Linked DNA regions of Gossypium hirsutum: region 2 is linked to region 1. Evidence: chromatin contacts called from public Hi-C data. All regions are on one chromosome and are shown on one strand. Each heading gives the region's core, a stretch centred on a gene start, on an enhancer-like site or on the middle of the called end of the contact. The rest is flanking DNA. Distances are from core to core; before and after follow the strand shown. Region 1 holds the start of LOC107946426 (alpha-xylosidase 1). Region 2 has its middle 16 kb from the start of LOC107946428.

The links. A called contact is a pair of places that touch in the nucleus more often than the background predicts.
Region 2: a Hi-C map of leaf shows a contact between it and region 1, with 4 times the contacts expected there. The contact joins the enhancer-like site here to the promoter of LOC107946426 in region 1. A contact is called at or near these places in 16 of 34 Hi-C or Micro-C datasets (fibers, hypocotyl, leaf and 2 more).

Annotation. Positions count from the first base shown.
Region 1 is chrD12:51,113,936-51,116,635 of Gossypium_hirsutum_v2.1, forward strand. LOC107946426 (alpha-xylosidase 1) reads right to left here and starts at 1,271. Exons shown (of 3, transcript XM_016880747.2): 1 at 966-1,271; 2 at 184-866. The coding sequence starts at 1,192.
Region 2 is chrD12:51,196,899-51,199,753 of Gossypium_hirsutum_v2.1, forward strand. No RefSeq gene overlaps it. Among protein-coding and RNA genes, the nearest start is that of LOC107946428, 16 kb to the right of the region's middle. Within about 2 kb of position 1,368, at least 9 of the 9 cell types and tissues checked have an H3K27ac peak or open chromatin away from gene starts, as enhancers often do. A contact at or near this core is called in fibers, hypocotyl, leaf and 1 more, where this site is marked.

The sequences.
Region 1 (2,700 bases), core at 21-2,520:
AAAAAAGGAAATATTGGTCATATCATAAAAGATTGTTTTTGAGTCAATGCCATTAGATTTAGCTTGAGACCTTTTTGTGTTAAACCCAACATAATATCCACAGTGAAGAACATAAACAAATACTTGAACAAAATATGAAAACGTTAAACGTAATGCAATGCAAGTGAGAAAACGAAAGCATACCTAGAGACCAGTAAGGCATGGGAGCGGGCCTGCCGATAAAAGAGGTGTACTGATCAACAAAGCCAAGGGGAGTGGGCCCGGAAAAGAAGTAAAAGTCAAAAACACCACCTATTATCTTATACGTCAATGAATTCCCTCTGTAAAACACATCCATGCCATTGCTGTTCAACAAGAGAACAGCATGTGCAAATGGCTGACCACCCACATTCCTCAAGTCCATGTAAACAGGGTGGGATCCGTACAAATCAGTGTTGAGGTTAATAGCTGACACATCGGTTGTGTACAATGTGTAAGGGTCATTGGGATACAGCTTGATGCCATGCGGTTGAGTGTTCTCTCCAAGTCCATACAGTGAAGCATCTTTAGGCAACTGTGTGGATATCTCCAAGTACTGATCCTTAAACACCATTTCTCCGAATGAGTCCGACCCTCCAGAGCTGGAATTGAAAAGGGTCTGCCCATTTGATTTCCTTTTCACCGCAAAGCTAAAAGGGTCGGCTATGAAGCTGAATATGAGCTCAGACCCTGCAAGCTCCGACACTGTTAAAGGGTTCTTTCTTGATCTCCCAATCGTTTGCTTCAATGCGGGTGGTTGTTCCCTTGGTAAAAGATTGTACGGAACTTCCCATCTCTGCTTCTCAGCATCTGTTATGTGTACCCTCAAACGATCTTCCGTCTCATGCCTTTAGAAGAAGGGAAAAAAAAGGAAGAAATTTTTTATTAAGAGGAATGTAAATGCAAAAGAGGCAAAGATTAAGAGTAAAACTAGACTGGTAACTTACTTGACATAGAGTTGCAAGAGAGGAATATCAGGACCATATATGTTGTTCTTTTGCTTGACCTGAAGGTGACCCAGAAAGCCACCATCAGGGGTCTCTTCAGCTGAGATCAAACGGTACCCTTTTCCAATCTTAGTGGGGGCAGATGAAAACCCTCCATAGAAACATGATAATAAAACCAGAAGAACGTAGAGGGAACTCGAAGAAAGTAGGTAAGTTGGAGAGAACATTACTCAAACAAAGCAGAGAGCAAAGAGAAGAGTGAGGAGCAAAGAGTGTTAAAAAGGACTACATAGGAATAGGAGTCACTGAATGAAAGAAGTGGCAGTCGTTTGATGCATGAATAGGGTGGTCTTAGACACGTGATGATGATGGTCTGTGGACCAGATGCCTCTCCCTGTTTTGATCATAAAATCTTTTTTCAACCAAGAGTGGTCCCATTTCTATCAACGACTTTGGTTGATAATGTCGTAGATTCATCAAATGAAGACATGGAGATATCTTTGTTATATTCTGCTTTACTGGTCTCAGTAACACCCCCAAGCAAAATCATGATATGTTACAATTAGTAGAGAAATGGTGATAGAGTTGGAGTAGCTAGAATCCAATGCAATCCATGGTCATAGATGGGCTTTCAAGTTTGTTCAGTTCCTGAGAGATCAAATATATTTTATAAAAAGAAGGGGGAAAGGAAACACCTTTTCTTCTACGCTCATAAATCAGGTATTCATAGATAGGAATCTTGCTGTTGAAACCTATTTACTAATATTAAATGAGGATGAAGAAACATCTTCATCTAATTTACAATTAAAACAACCACAAGTTAGGAGGGTTAAAAACCCCTGCTTTCTTGCTTGTATATTAGTTATCCATAGCTAATATGCTAAACTTAAATTTTATTTTAATAAAGATTATGAAGTCGGTGGCAGTGTTTTCTTAAGCATAAGGGTCAAACAATTCAAGCATTTATATATTAAAATGTCCATTGAAAAATAGGCATCATTTCAGTCCTAGAAGAAGTTATCCTCAAGAAAAATATTGGGAAGATTAAATTATAAGGAGGTGGTCCCAATTTCTTGAATCAACAAATTCATTGATATTGTTCTTGTTATTGTACTTTGATGACAAATGAGTAAGGATGCAAGAAGAAAAATTGGTATTGTAGTAACCGATAAGGGCTCGTGACCCTTAAATCATGTCATTACGTACCCCAAGTATGTCCACATTATCACTGTAATCTGATTCTATTTTGTCTTTTCAAGGGCATGGGCATGGGTTTATGAAGGATGAATGGACGCTTTTTCTCTTTCTAATTATTTAGTATGTCTTTCAAATATTAGACATTTTGCATCTATACTTAACTATATAATCCGTTAGAATAAAGATAACAAGCATTTTAATTTTATGATAATCGAGAATTGGGAACAACATGGTGAATCTTGTAAGAAGATTAAGAGATTGTAGGGGGAAAAGCACTGGAAAATGAAGTTAAATCCAGTATCTTGGGATCCCACTCTTGTTTGCCTCGTAAATTAGATATACGGCACTGTCATTACATGGAGAAATTAATATATGATTAAAATATTTGTAATATAACCCCCAACTTTAATTTTAACTTCACTGCCCCTTTCCAATTGGATTATGATACTGTCATTGCTTCATCTCCTTAAGTTTGTTCTCTGGCGTTTTCGACTCACACCTCGGAACTCTAAGCACTGAAAAGAAGCAAAGGATATGT
Region 2 (2,855 bases), core at 118-2,617, 83 kb after region 1:
CGTGTAACCTAAATTATATTCTTAAATGCTTGAAATGTATGTTATTAATGTGAATATGATTTAAATGTTCATTGTATGAAAATTGATGTGACATTGATATATTTGATAAAAATGGGAAGAAATCTCGGTTGAATGAAAGGAAAATTCGATGGATCTTTAAAAAGGAATTGACGGTAAAAAAAAAAGATCTAGCCCGGACGGGTGATCCTATCCTGATATAGCCCTCCCGAAGAATATATGTAAAATGGATTTAGCTTGGACGAGCAATCCAAATTAGGGTCTGAATTTAGCTTGGACTAGTAATTCAGATCCAAGCTCATTAGAGTAAATTGTCGTTGCAGGGAATTTAGCATGGACTGTTAATCCTGACAACACTCTATAAGTTTATATTATAGGAGATTTAGCCTAGACTGGTAATCCCGCTGTAAGGATGAGGTTCGCGGGAGTGTGCTCTTTGAAATGGAAATGTGCGCAATGAATATGAATTTATAGACCCGGAATAGTACGCTAAAAGCGTACCTCTGAAAATCCATCGAAATTTTAAGAAATTTAATGGGATAAATATGTGAAATAATAAGGGTAATAGAAAACATGGAATTGATGAGCTCATCAATCATTAATATTTGTATTGAACTCATATAATGTTATCTGATTAATGTTTTGGTTGAGTTTTTGTGTGATAGGTAAATGGTAAATTGAATGGATGTATGAATATTTATTGTATTGTATTAAAAATATTAGGTAAGTATAATTCTTGTTACATGAGCTTACTAAGCACAACGTGCTTACCCTGTTTCCTTTTTCCCTGATTCATAGTATTAGAGCTCGGAGGTCGAATTCGGTCGGAGACACATCACAATATCAACTTCAACATTTTGGTATATCAAGAAACTTTATTTTGGAATCAATGGCGTGTATAAGTTGATAAAGTGAATGTTAATGTAAAATGAATGTAAAGTTAGCCATTGGTATGGTTATCAAATCCTAGTTTTGGTATGTGATGAGGGATATGCGTAAATCTATCTTGAAAATATGTTGAATTGGATTGGTTGATTTGGTTTGATATCTATGTATTTGATTCGTAATAACGAAAAAATTAATTCAAAAAACTCCGGTAATGCCTCGTACCCTATTCTGACGACGAATATAGGTAAAAGGTGTTACAAGGATTCTGGGTCCCATTTGACCGGATCTCAAGCATGGACTTCAAATCCATTTAATAGATTCCAAATTGGAAACTGGACTTGGCTAATTAGTAAATCCCCCGATAAATTAAAAAAAAAAAGGAAAAAGTAAGAGCCCCGTGATGACTTATGAATTTGCTTCCCCATGCGCTTGCATCTCTATCATCCCTAACTCTCCCTGCCTTTTTTTCTCTACTTCGGTCTCATTATATAACCTCCTGTCCCCCACCCCTCTCTCTCCACCTCAATCTCCCTCCTTCACGTTGCTTTATTCCTAACTCTCTCTACCACCTAAACCTCATTCTATTCTTTTTTCCATTTTAATGGATGAGTTAAATAGCAAGAAGTGGGCTAGGGATGATGTGAAGAGACTCAGAGATGATTTATTTCTTAATGATTCAGATTCCTTGCCTCTTAATCATGACCTTGCATCTGTAATGAAGAGTTTTAAAGAAGAAATGGAAGTCATCCCGTGACTTCGACGGAATCTATGCCGATTGTGGATCTCACTTCAGATTTCGGTGACTTACAACCAAATCTTGGTTACCTTCTTGAGGTTTCAGATGATGAACCTGGTCTGCCTTCCCAAACGGCTCCCACAACTGATACTAAGGGAAGGTCCGAAGTGACCGATTTTGTGCGAGTTGACTCAAACTCCTCGGGAATCGATGATTCGTATGGGTTCGAGGAATAGAACCCTAACTATGATTCTTTCGAGTTTGGATTCGTTGATAATTTCAATGATGGCACCGTTGTATATGATGGACTATTGAAGTATTCCGATGTCTATTACGATTCCTCTGATATTTCTGGTCAGCTATGGCTATTTGAAACTTTGTCGGTGGAGTAAAAATCCAAACTTAAAATCCAAAAAAACAAGAGAGAAGAAAGATAGCAAACCAAGCTATACGCTAGGTAGTCGTAGCCGATTTGTAAATTTTTTTTAGCTCTTGTTGGGGTTTGTGTTAGAATTTTTTTTATTAAAGGAAGTTATAACATACAATGTGGAGTAGAAATTTGAACTGAAAGATGCTTGCGAGCCTTGACCAAACACGGTATAAATCAATTGATTTTGTTGCTAAAGTGGGAATAGTGATGAAAATTGATTTTTTTTTCTTATTTTGCACAAATTAGGTCTCACGTGTGCTGTAAAAAATGAGTTGCAGTGGAGATAGGCGCAAATCTTACATATTTGAGATAGTGAAAGATTAGAAACAAGAGTATAATTATGTGGTAATTGGGGCATGGTCCTGTGTGTTGGGTGGTGCCGTGCCGAATCTCTTCTGAATGGGTAAATTGTAATACTTTATCTGCCTTAAATTTAGATTTGGACAATGTGAGATGTCTTTGCTTCGAATAAGGAACTCAGTAACGTACCAATTTTTTTATCTGTATTGTTAGTTTTTTTATAGACACAGGTACATACTAGGTTTGTCGATTTTTAAAAAATTAATATAAATATTCTAAAAATCTTTACGTTCATTAAATAGTTTTTTAATATAAAATGTTTGATTTGGTTATATTTATTTATTATCAATATGTTATATAAACATTTTATTTATTATCAATTTATATTTTTTATGTCTAAAACTGTAAAGTATGTTACGCTATTATGTTAATGACTTTTTTTAACATTTATTTTTAATACATATAATTTTCATGTCATATAAT